2 separate regions of the Xenopus laevis genome follow, and region 1 is linked to region 2. Evidence: chromatin contacts called from public Hi-C data. All regions are on one chromosome and are shown on one strand. Each heading gives the region's core, a stretch centred on a gene start, on an enhancer-like site or on the middle of the called end of the contact. The rest is flanking DNA. Distances are from core to core; before and after follow the strand shown. Region 1 holds the start of col1a2.L (collagen type I alpha 2 L homeolog). Region 2 has its middle 37 kb from the start of col1a2.L.

What was found. A called contact is a pair of places that touch in the nucleus more often than the background predicts.
Region 1: a contact with region 2 is called in a Hi-C map of animal cap, with 4 times the contacts expected there. The contact joins the promoter of col1a2.L here to the enhancer-like site in region 2. A contact is called at or near these places in 3 of 4 Hi-C or Micro-C datasets (the XL177 cell line, the XTC cell line and animal cap).

Annotation. Positions count from the first base shown.
Region 1 is chr6L:32,777,177-32,784,184 of Xenopus_laevis_v10.1, reverse strand. It overlaps col1a2.L (collagen type I alpha 2 L homeolog), which reads right to left and starts at 5,022. Exons shown (of 51, transcript NM_001087258.1): 1 at 4,850-5,022; 2 at 2,297-2,307; 3 at 1,647-1,655. The coding sequence starts at 4,919.
Region 2 is chr6L:32,738,571-32,745,383 of Xenopus_laevis_v10.1, reverse strand. No RefSeq gene overlaps it. Among protein-coding and RNA genes, the nearest start is that of col1a2.L, 37 kb to the left of the region's middle. Within about 2 kb of position 1,348, at least 1 of the 7 cell types and tissues checked has an H3K27ac peak or open chromatin away from gene starts, as enhancers often do.

The sequences.
Region 1 (7,008 bases), core at 3,773-6,272, 35 kb before region 2:
CAATATGTTATTTTATTTGGTAAAGAATGTACACATAAAAAAGAAATAAAATAATAACAAGTAAAAGAATGAATGTAATTATGTGTATAACGTGTAACTGGTGTTTACTGACAGTTTTCCTATTGCCGTAGCAGTGAGGATAAAAGAGCAGCATTGCTTACCCTGTCTCCCTGTGGGCCTTTGTCTCCTCTGGGCCCCTGTGGGGAAGTAACACACTTACTCGCTGTTCATACCAAGAATGCAGACATTACAATAACAGCCAAGCACTTCTAGCTCCCGCCTCCTGCCTTTGTAAGTCCCCAATCTACAGACAGCTTTTGGCTATAGAGGGATGCTGGGATCTGTAGTTCAATAACTGGGTCTCCCTGTATCCCTGTATGCATTGGAAGCTGCTACATCACCAAGCACATGCAGTTGTCCTGTATTATCCCAGTAACAATGCCTATATATATAGAGACATTCAACCTGGGGCCCTCCAGCTGCTACTGAATCACAACTCACCTACAGTCAAATGCTATATCCCTAGCTCAGTTTACCTAATGTTGTCTTTGTTTCAGCTAGTCTTCACTCTCCCTTAGCAAGTCACATCTAGAGTTGACTCTCGCTTTGCATGTCTTGTCTAACATTGTTCTCTTAACTTATTTAGAGTTGCCTTTCTCTTTACTAGACTTGTCTCTCTCTCTCTCTTGGCTTAGATCTACTCCAGCATTATGAACAACAGGTCTTCATATGTAACCAAATAGATTTGGAGATACTCTTTGGTGGATATACTAATCCATTTCCATAGGGTTTCTCCCTGTGATGATCCTGTGACCCTCCAGCTGGTGTAGAATTAGAAATCAGCCATGAAGGGTAATGTTAGTTGTGGTTCCAAACAGATAGAAAACTACAAGTGCGACCTACTTGAATTTGCTAGTACTATGTAAGAAGTAGAATCTTAGACAAGCTTGGGCCCTCCAGATGTTGCAGAACTACAATCAAAAATTCCTCAATGGATAAAGGCTACTGGAAGCTGTAGTTCTGTAATATATGTAGGGCCACAGGTATAAACCTTGCCCTGTATTATCAATAACATATATGGAAGACATGCCACCAGAAGAGGCAGGGGTGCTTGGTATATTCCTAGTACAGGTTGAAGAAATCTACATGTGTATAGCATAAAACATGAGAATATCTTCTCTTATAAGAAGGTACACAGTGCATGCCTTGCAATTGAGAAGGGCTGCTTTTAGCCCCAGTATGATTCTTTTGCTCTGTAGCTAAACAGGCAGCCTTAAAGCAGCTCCTAGTACATGAGTTACCCCTGACGGGTACTGGTGACATTACACCATGGCAAACTCCATGTCTTGTAATATTTCCCTGCTTAGCATTCCTATTCCTACCATACATACTAACTAGAGAGGAATCAACATTCCTTTGCATAGAATGGAAACTTCCAACCTTCAGTATTAGAGATTCCCAGCCCTCCGGTTATTGCTGAACTACAGCTCAGCGACATCTAGAGGTCTGAGTAATCTATATTACTCTGTGATGTGCATATTGCTACCACTACCACCCACCACCCTAAAAAGTCCACTAGTACACATTAGTAATCAGATTCCAGCATGCACGCTTTAGTACAGAACACAAACACAAGAAGTTCTTACCCTCTGAACCTATGGAACAGAAACACAAAGAAAAAAAAAATCTAAAATTAATAAATTCCACAGACATTGCTCTGTACTGACACATGGTTTCCATTACATAACACAGGCATTGCATTGCATCTATTGCTTAATGTCTCTGCAAGCAGATTTTTCCAAGAATGTCTATCTTATCATTCCAAAGTGAGCAATCTGGAAACCCATTCAATGGGAAGAAATACATATATATATATATATATATATATATATATATATATATATATATATATATATATATCAGTGTCCTCAATTTCAGGAATAAAATCCATTTCGGCCGATCGGGATTTATCCAGCCCTGAGATTATCCATAGGCAGTAATAATCCACATTTCCCTTATTTTCTCATAGTACAGTCCACTCTGTGCTGAACAGAACTTGGTTCCCAGATTTCCCATCAGGAATATGTGACTTTGCCATGTTGACCCCCTTATGAGGGAAGCCCCACATGGAAAGCCGGCCCACTCAGGAAGTCTGGGTGGGCTCATGCCGCATGGAGTCTGCTAACAGGATAAGTCCTTACAATAACACACTCATTCAGTTACACTAGGTAAATAAACGCAATTGCAGGAAAGCGGGCCAGGCAAAGTGGGTAAAAAAGAATGAAAATATACTGACCTCATTTACAGCTGGAGAGGAGGAAGCCACAAAAATAGGAAGAAGAAGAAAAAAAAAGAAATAAAATGAGTATATGATCCCCAAATTAAAATATAAATGTAATCATTCCGTGATCATGATATTTATATTAAAGGCTAAAATGTTATTTTGCTATGGTTATATTCCTCAGATCTGTACTGTAGTCTGTCCTGGCTTCCACTGTGCACTACAACTCCCAGCATTCTTTAAAGGACACTTGCTGTTAGTCTATATTGGTTCAACAGCAACAAAGACATTGGATATTGTAAGCAGCGTAACCCCTGGGCTGCCCGAAACTCAGCAACATGTTGCTGGATTATGTAGCCAATACACCTTGCTAGAACCAATCAGAAGTTTGCTTTTATTAGCCTAGCATCACTGGGCTGACCACAGCTAATAGGTGATTGGTTTCTATGAGTTACTATGAAAATCACAAAAACATTCCGCACTGCAAAATATTACAATTATAATTATAACATGATTAAAATATACTAAGCCCACAGTCTACAGCCTGACGCGTTACTGCCTTAATGCAAACTGTACTTGCACTTATCAGTGATTATTGCTGTTCTATTTGCACTACATAAATTCATTGATATATTTAATAATGCAGTGGGCTTTAAATAAGAATCTGCCAGCAACCAGAAGGAATGAATACCCTTTTATGGGACCTGTACTTAAATGGAGTAGTGAAATTACACTACTTTAATTTCCACTACAATAATTAATCACAAAAAATCAAAAAGTGGCATCATTTGTACAAATGTTTCTAATGGCAAACGGAAACTTATTATTAAAGAGGTTGTTCACCTTCCAAACACTTTTTTTTTAGTTCAGTTGTTTTCAGATTGTTCCCCAGAAATAAAGACTTTTTTCAATTACTTCCCATTATTTATTTTTTACTGTTTTTCCAAAATGTAAGTTTAAAGTTGAATGTTCCTGTCTCTGGTGTTTGAATCTGGCAGCTCAGTAATTCAGGTGCAGACTCTGAACTGTTACAATTTGGCAACATGTAGTTGATACATTTCTCAGCAGCATCTCTGGAGTATTTGCCACTATTGTATCAATTCTGTAATGAAACCCAGAGATTCTGCTCAGCAGGGACAAAGACAAGAAATGTATCCACTAAATGTATCAGTTAAGAACAGTTTACAGGGTCGGCGACTCCCTTTGCCAGAGCTGCTTTAGAAGGGGAAAAATGACACTTTACAATTCAAAATTAGAAAAACGGTGACACATAGAAAATAGAAAGTAATTAGAAAAAGTCGTTATTTCTGGTGATCTATTTGAAAACAACTAGTTATTTGTAGGTGAACAACCCCCTTTAAGGAAAACTCAATGTTATTATGAGATTTGGCCACCAGTGGGCGCAGCCAATCTCCATGGTCATTGCAACGCTAGCCCACCTGGCAGTTTAGCAGGGGGTAAAGATATGTCTGGCAAAATGCCCATTAAGAGCTACAGCATTGGGTTGTCCCTGTACATTGTCATTTAAAGACACTCTAAGTATAATGTAAATTTCTGTATATTACATAGTGGGTGAGACTGGACACAGACCTCTATAAAAGAGGACATAAGCCTCTATAAAAGAACAAGGCAGAAAATTGGGGGGGGAGTAGCAGAGGTCCCATCTAATGGCACAGATATGATAACTTAACACTGACAGTTAAGTTATGTTAAGTTGAAAAACATTTCAAAAACATATTATATATTATAAATATAGTGATTTAAGTTAAGTTAAGTTGAAAAACATTTGGAATCCATGGGGGTTATATATTATAAATATAGTAATTTAATAGAAAAATCATTCTGGGCTGTTAGCTTTTCTACCCAGCAGCCTCTCTAAACATCTCTACTACTTTTTTTCTCTCTCTCTCTGCCAATCATTTCTGTTTTTCCTTGTATCTTGTTTGTATTTTGCAGGGATATGTAAAAAAAAAACACACGAATCAAGGCCATCCATGTACGTGTGTTATTATAGAAAAAGAAGTCTCAGTGGAGTCATTTGATCAAACATCCGATATTAAAAAAAGAAAAGCCACTCTGATGTGTCCATATATGGAACAAGAAGCATCAGCGCAAGGTCCCAGTGCAGTGTCGTGTAAGAGACACAAGAGGGCGCCCGCTCTATGGCTTGAGGCAGAGACAATGCAAGTGCAACGCCCTGACTTCCAAGAGGAGCCAAGTACCAAAAACTTTTGTTCTGTGCATCCCTGGGGTTTGACATCAATAACGTCCCAGCTGCATCTCCCACTGCCCTGAGCTGACACCCTACTGCCCAAACTAGGGCCATACACCCACCTACTCCCCTACCCACTAATGGGTTTTATTAGCTAATGTTGGACTATAACTCCCAGAAAACACTGGTGGGAGGTGCAGCTGGACACCCAGACAGCACTTTAGCGAGTAATTATTTGGGATACATTATTGTATAGGCAACATACATTAATACATACATATACATACATACATAAATATACATACATTAATACATACATATACATACATACATACATACATACAGCGGGCACTTACATTGGCATGTTGCTAGGTATAGGGTGACTGCGAGTAGCAGCACAGTCCGCATATCCACAAAGCTGAGCATGGCTAGCGGCTAGTCATGCAGACTCCTTGTGGTTCTTAAGGCTTGCGCTGTGCTTTCATACACTTCTTAACGGGTAATTCCAAACTTCAGCAAACCCGCCGCCCGCGACTCTAATCGCATGAAACAGTCTGCACCCATTTATTCGGCAGGAGGTTCCCTCTGCAGCGAGTCATCGGGAGCCTCCCAGCCAATGGCAGAGCGCATTCGCCCGCAGCTCCGCCCACCCGCACCCTTGGCGGGAGGTCTTGTTCTCCCCATCTCCTCAGCTTGATGCTGGCAGGACAAGGGAAGTGATGACGAAGCGCTGTTGTTAAATTAGTTCCATTCTTCTGAAGACGTGGACACCAGTCAAAAAAATAACTGTCTCTTTCCCCCCTTCCCAAAGTGGTTCTCCCCAAGCTACATTGCTGTGCTTGGGGTGGTGCTGGTGGGCTCATTGCTGGAGTTATCTGGGTCCTACCTGCTGCAGGTTACCTGTCTTGTTGAGTTACACCTGACAGCTATTGTATCACCCTGGCCTGTAAAAATGCTGCTTGATGCCAATGTTATTTATAAGGAGGACGAATATAAGGAGGCATAGAAGACATGTTTTTCTAGAAAAGGTGGCAACCCCACTGTCTACCTCTCCTTACACCAACTAAGGCAGCCCCACACATGCACAGGTACATATAAACACATTGCCCCACACATACATACCAACACACAGCCCACACACCCCACACATGTATATATATATACACAGCCCCAAAAGTTTACATTCAAACACACAGCCCTACACACCCCACACATGTACATACCAACACACAGCCACACACACATGTACACACTCGAACGCACAGGCCCACAAATGTACATACAAACACACAGCCACACACACATGTACACACTCGAATGCACAGCCCCACAAATGTACATACAAACACACAGCCACACACACATGTACACATAACACACAGTCCCACAAATGAACATACGAACACACAGCCACACACACATGTACACACTCGAACGCACAGCCCCTCAAATGTACATACTAACACACAGCCACACACGCATGTACACATAACACATAGTCCCACAAATGAACATACGAACACACAGCCACACACACATGCACACACACGAACACACAGCCCCACAAACATACATACAAACACACAGCCCCACAAATGAACATATGAACACACAGCCACACACACTCACATATGAACACACAGCCACACACATGTAAATACGAAGACACAGCCCCACAAAGTTACAGCTTTAATTCTTTCCATTCTCCCAAACACATTGCTGCGCTGCCTGTTTCAGTCATACAACCCCCCCCCCCACATCCCACAATACCAGCTGTGCGATGAGATTTTCCAGAGCAGCTTTTGTACAGAGGGGAAGGAGAGGAGTATAATGGATTCACGGGATTGGGCTCTGTCTCTGGAGAAAAGTGAGAGAAGTTGGGGAGCAGTGAGGAGCCCCAGAACTCTTGAACATTTCCCATGTCCATGAGAACACAGTGATCATGACAGGACAATGGGAAGCTATTGTGTTACAGTAATGGGTGTGTGAGAGAAGACCTCCAGCCTCCCCTCTTTCCTTTAAGTGAGATGCAGAGGGGGGAGGCATGGCTGTGCAGCTGGGGAATGAGGCAGCCCCCTCCAGCTATATTCATATTTCTCCCCACTGTCAGACACACATTCCGGCCCAGACACAGACCTGCTCCAACATGTCTCCCCCATTGCAGCAAAACCCCGAGCACAGAGGACGTGGCTGCTCCTTACTCACTGAGTACTGTCCATGTTGAATTACCATTGTTCCACCCCTGCTTCGTGGATTCCTTATTTTAGAGTCGCTTGAATTTATCTACTACCCCGAAAAATAAAAATTTCAGAAGTTCTTTAGGGAGGTCTTTAGGGCATCCATTTAAGGGCAAATACCCTGCACATAGTGAGCAGCACTAACCAGTTCATTTCAATGGGGAAAAGTTTAAAAAACATTGACTGGACTGGTCTGAGGCATAACATTTTGGGTTCAGTAAACTCATATATATTTGCTTTTAAACAGATGACCAGTAAATGCTACCTGCTGATTGGTT
Region 2 (6,813 bases), core at 99-2,598:
CCAGCCTATTGAGTTTATTTAATGTTTAAATGATTTTTTAGACTTAGGAAAAATCCGTTATCTGAAAAACCCCCAGGTATTGAGCATTCTGGATAATAGGTCCCACACTGTTTCATACCTCCCCGTTTTGACAGGTCAGCCCGTTTCCCAGGTTTTTTACTGAAATATCCCGAGTTTCTGTTTGATCTGCTGCACTGACGTCACAGAAAAAGATACAAAGTTTCTGAGATTTATTAAATAAGAGGCTTTTTGTCAGAGAGCCCACAACACTCAGCACCTGCATTTAGATACATTTGTAACTATTTGAGATACGCAAAGATACAATTGTAAATATTTAAGATAAGCATGTCTCTTGGGAGAAATGTGACTCAAACTTAAACTTGACTTAAAGGGCAATTCCACCTTCATTAGCAAAATTGTAAAACATAAAAACATAAAACATGTCCCTAAAACTCCCAGAAATGTGTTCAAACTTTCATAACCTGCCAACTACTGTAAAATGGACATGGTAATTAGGGGTGTGTCCAGGGGCCGGCCCGAACCCGTCCGACCTGCGGGTCCCGCGGGCCTCGGGTCGGCCCGCACATCTCTAGCACACAGGCTGTTCTCAATGACTTGTTAGCCTGTGTATTTTTGCAGGCTGAGAGAAGCAGATTGCTCCATTGATTGAATTCAATGGAACACACACTGTCCGCAGTGTAGGACCGCACACAGGCTGATCGGATTCAAATCAATGGAACAGGGGCACTGAGCAAATTCTGCTTCTCTCAGTCTGCAAAAAATATGACACTGACACTGTGTGCCCATAACCTTAGAAACATTTGTAACAATTTAAGATTAGCAAAGATACACTTGTAACTATTTAAGATAAGCAGGTCTCTTGGGGAAACATGACGTGCAGCTTAAAAGGCAACTCACCTTCATTAGCAAAACTGTAATAACACATAAAACCTGACCCTAAAACCCCCAGAAATGTGTTCAAACTTTCCACAAGCTGCCAAATTTTGTAAAATAGATGTGGTATTTAGAGGTGTGTGGACATAAAATGGGCGTGGTCAAAAAAAATTGCAAAGATTCGCAAATCTTTTTGTCCCTCTTTCTATTTTCTAATGTTGGGAGGTATGTCTCACTACAGTAATCAAAGCGGTGACTATGGATGCCTCCACACAACCCACACCCACAGGACATGGGGGGTTCAAATAGGGGATTGCATGATGTATGGAGGTGGAAGTTCTTACCACCCCTCCCCCCAACAACTACAGTATTTTTGGCTTCTCTATATATAAGCCCCAGGGCAGGACATACATGAACAAAGCAGGCAGAATGCTGAGCATCAGGGTAAAGGGAACCTAAAATCAGACAAAGGCAGTGTCTTCACTGTTGGCTTTAGCTTTCTAAAGTTTGCTCCAAACACAGTGCTGATGTTTCAATTATGCTCCTGTTATAGAACAAACCTAATAAAACCTCTCTTTTTAGTGTTCGCTGATCCTTCCAGAGCCACGACATGCCAGTGTGCTTTAACCCAAACAGTATCTCAGGAACGTCACGACTCCCTGCATCCTTTGCACCTCTATTGTTTGCCTGTATTCCAACAAGAGCTTGGGGGACACTATCTGACTGACCTAGTGAGGAAACCTCTATGGCAGCTAGTTTATTAATCCCTGTTAACGAATAATTATTCTAAAGTAACAAGGGTATGACAAAATTAGTTTTTTATTAAAATTTCCTCTTAGAACCCTTAAAACTATGGAGTTTGGCCAAGACTATATTCTATACGTAGAGACGAGAAATGCCACGTAGAAATTTCTTTTTAAAGACAGACACCCGTTTTCCTTGCCTTCTTTTAGTTCTTTTTTTTGTATGTGGTTTTGGGAGTTAATGCTCTGTTGCCAAGATTTGTTTGTCTTTTCCAGTCTGCAATTGTGCTGGCCAGATAAATCACACCATGAGAGCAAAACTAGTTCACAGGAACCCTCTAGTGTTCTAATTGTGTATATATGTGAGAGAGTAAAGCAGCTGGGGGATACTGAAACAACAAAAGTGCTTTATAGGTGACCCTTTCCTCCCTATACTTAGTAAATGGTCACTGCAAAGTTAAGGCTAGCGTCTCAGACTGGGTTACTTAATACATAGTGTTTCTTTCTCAGACCCTCAGATACCTTGCAAGTGGAACATGCTAATTATACAGATCAGTTATCAGGTCCAGTAAAGCATTTATAATAATAAAATAATAATAATAATGATAAAGCCTTGTACTGAGGGGTAGAGCTGCTCAATGTAACCTCCATGGCCTCTACCCACATATCTTCTGTGCCGGCAACACTGGCGCTCACTTCTACATCTGGAACGCTACTCTTATTGAGGAAAAACATGTGCCACACCCAATGACATCAGGGGGAAAAAACATAGGGAAAAAGGGAAAATAGGCAACAGGCATAAGTCAAAATTAGTACCAGATATTACAATGTTATCTTTTTTTTTTATAATTTTTTTCCATTAAAGGGAACAGAAGAGAGTAAAAAAAAGAAATGGATATTGTTCAAATACACATCTCTTCCAATAAGAAATGAAAGGGCTTGTTCATCTTTAAATTAACTTTTAGTATGAGGAAGGAAGAAGAAGGTAACTAATAAAAAAACCTATAAAAAAGGCCAAATTGGAAAGTTGCTTAGGATTAGCCATTCTATAACATACTAAAAGTTAACTTAAAGCACCACCCCATTAAATCCCTGAGGGGGTACTAAGTGTTATTTGATATCACGGAAAACTGCACCAGCCCAGTGTATCTTTTCATTCTGCTTCTTCTTCCTTCTGCTGGGGGCTGAAGTGTGAGCAGTAGAGTAAATAAGATTGCTTTTTGCTTAAAATTTGCCTTTGTCCCAAACCCCAGGCCGGTGGAGTTTTCTGCTAAAAGGAGCCCTAGCACAGTGTATCAGGTAAGTGATTATAATCACTGGGGGTTCCTAACATTTGCCACCCCCAGTGATTATGAAGATCATATATAAAGACTGGCAAATTTGCACCTAGGCAACCAATTTGTGATTAGCTTTCTTCAGCCATCTGCAGGGTGAACAACGAAAGCAAACTATTCACTGGTTGCTAACTATTCAATAGTGCTAGGTCAAATTATAATGTGCAGAATGGACCAGCACTCCAGTTTTATTTATATATATATATATATATATATATATATATATATATATATATATATATATATATATAGATGCAGTAGTAGGCATAGGGATAGGGTTAGGACTTGGGAGCAGAGGAAAGACCCGACAGTATGGATCACCAATGTAAACTGCCCTCCCCTCCAAGTACAGCAATCATTGTACATGGATCATGCCTTTTTGGATGCAGGATACTCAATGTATGTATGTATGTATGAATGTATAACTTTATTTTTAAAGGGCTGTAAAGGGGCTGCAGCTCTGTAGAATGCAAAAAAGTACAATATATATAAAAGTATACACGGGGAAGACAAATCACACAATAAATATACACAGAATTCATATCAGGACAAAGAGCATAAGTGCTATGTGATAAGAGACACAGTGGGAAGGAGGTCCCTGTACGTTGCTGTAAAATATACATATCCTATACATCATAGCAATGGAATCTTTTATACTTAAGGTGGCCATACATGGAGAGATCCGCTCGTTTGGTGATGTCGCCAAACGAGCGGATCTCCCTCCAATATGCCCACCTTGAGGTGGGCAATATTGGGCTGATCCGATCGTGGGCCCTAGGGCCCAACGATCTTATCCTAATGATGCCTAACGGGCGGTCGGATCGCGGGACCGCATCAACGAATAGATGCGGCCCCGAACCAACGGGATTTTTTGTCCCATCCGATCGAGATCTGGCCAACTTTCGGCCAGATCTCGATTGGTGAAGCCCGTCGGGGGCCCCATACACGGGCCAATAAGCTGCCGACACGGTCTGTCGGCAGCTTTTATCGGCCCGTGTATGGCACCGTTAGTGTTTAGTGCTGTCACTGATGTTACAAAACGTGTGTATTATAATAAGCAATGTACCTGTGGTCCAAGGCCTGTATATGGAGCCCCCCCACCACCAAGGTGTTAGTCCAAGCTGTTGAATTCCAAACAATCCCCGAGAGAAAAAGGCTCTCACTGTGGGTTATAGTTCAGTAATAGTTTAAGCAATGCAAGCTGGGCATATAGTATTAAATAATATAACTGCTACAAATGCTTCACTCTCAGGAATGGACATACTTATTTTATATAATTATAAGCATATAAACAAGACTGTAATGTTGAACTGTAACTTTTACAGTTGAGAGGTAATTCCCTCCCTATGTGACACAGGTATGGGACCTATTATTATTATTATTATTATTATTAACATGTATTTTTAGAGCTACAGCATATTTCATAGCGCTGTACAATAAATGTGCTTATACAACGAACATACAGAGTTATATATACATAGCAACCGGTAACCGATACAAAGGTGAGGAATATCCTGTGCAAAAGAGCTTACAATCTAAAAGGAGGAGGGATTGAGACTTAAGGTGTGGGAGTGGGCATTTGATAGTTAAGCAGAATGAGGATAGACCTCTCTAAATAAATGTGTTTTAAGAGATCTTTTGAAAGCCGAAAGGTTGGAAGAAAGTCGGACAGACCATGGGAGAGAATTACAGAGACCGGGTGCAGCCCTTGCAAAGTCTTGAATGCTGGCTTGTGAGAAGGTAATGAGAGAAGAGTTGGGTAGCAGGTCAGCAGAGGAACGTAGTAAGCGGTTGGGTGAGTATCTAGAGATGAGTTCAGAGATCTAGGATGGGGCAGATTTATGAAGTGCTTTGAATGTCAGGGTCATTAGTTTGAATTTAATTCTGAAAGGTAGCGGAAGTCAGTGTAGGGATTGGCAGAGTGGCGAGGCAGAGGAGGAGCGGTTGCTGAGGTTTATGAGCCTCGCAGCAGTGTTCATTATGGACTGGAGAGGTGACAGTCTCTGGTGGGGAAGGCCAATTAATAAAGAGTTACAATAGTCTAGATGTGATATGATGAGTGAGCGAATAAGACTTTTAGGTGATAAAAGATTGTATTTTGGATATGTTCCTTAGGTGGAAGTGACATGATTTAATAAGTGACTGGAAATTAGGAGTGAAGGGCAGGGCAGAATCTAGGATAACCCTAAGGCACCGGGCCTGGGGAGATGGGGTGATGGTGGAATTGTTAACTATGATGGATACTTCTGGGATGTTACTAGTGTTAGTTGGGGGAAAGAGAACCAGTTCTATTTTAGACAATAGGCAGGAGGAGAGATAAATCTGAGTATCGTCAGTATAGAGGTGGCATTGGAAACCATATAAGTTGATTAGTTTGTCGAGGAAGAAAGTATAGAGAGAGAAAATAATAAGGGGCCCAGGACAGAGCCTTGAAGAACCCAAACAGAAAGAGGTAGGGGAGAAGATATGTTATAGACTAGGTGCTTAAGTGTTTTAGAGATGAAAGGTAGCAGAGAGATAGGTCAGAGGTTATTGAGATTGGAGGGATCAAGAAAGGATTATTTTCAAAATGTATTTTCAGTATATAAATATGGTGTAGATAATGTAAATTAAAATTATAACTAAGGGTAATTCACACCTATACTGAAATGTTTCTTTTTCATTTAAAACTAGTTTTTCATTCTACATTATGGCATACTGTATATCTAATAGTAAAGCTGCAATGCTCTGCAGACCTGAAAAGTTGGCACCAGTTAGTAAATGGCATGCAGTAAATTTCAGGACGTGGAAACATATTGTCATGCAATGGAACCTTATGCCTAGTCCCCCATTCCAAATAACAGATGCAACTGCCAAATGTTTAATAAATGCAAGGTGGTTTGGGCACAACCATTGTGTATAGGGCATTTTAATGAGTATAATAATAAGTTGCACCCACATTAGTGGCCTGTTGCCTATAAAGTTGCAGGAAAATCTGTACATAACTTCATTTTGTTATTATAAATGAAAACAAATGCAAAAATAAAACTGGAATGAGCTAGGCGCCATCATGTGGCCACTTTAATTCTAACACTTTGCATGAAGCTTTTGATGCTTTGATTCGAGGAAGCCACTAGAAAGGAGATACATTAGGGGTATTCAGAGGCAATAAAAAAATGTTCCAGGGGGTTCTGATCTGGAGAAATTATAAAGACATGCAAAAAGATATAAGGAACCAAAACACAAGATAATGAATGTACCACTGCTGAAGAATTAGGGATATTTATTCTGGTTATTTCTTTAATTAGCTTTTTATAGCCACACGCAAAATACCCTTTGTCATCCTGCCACTATAATGGCACAGAAACAAAGAGCTTATACCTTTTTTTGGAATGATCAATGGAGGTGACATGAGAATTTTTACATCATGGGATCTATTCCCAGAAATGAGAATGTTCTGGCAGCAATTCGTTCTACCATGTAGTCAATAAGACAGCTAGTCAATAAGCATGTGACCTAACCTGGTAATTTCTAGTGCAATCTTGGTTTGATTGAATAAAGATCTTTAAATTAACCTCACTCACCAGATAGTGAGAAAAAAAAAACACCACTTAATTAGGTGTTCTCGTCTTTTACTATATGAATACATACAATTTATGAAATGACTTCATTTTTTCCCTTAAAAACATAATTTTGGAATCCATACACACAATAAAACAAAATGACAACACCTTACAAATAAATTCATCAATGCCAAATCAATACACTAGATTAATTGGTTTTGCACCACCCCGTGGATGGATTTACTGTTCCTTAAAAACACATAGTTTTTTCCCTGTAATAAAATATTGAGGACACAGATT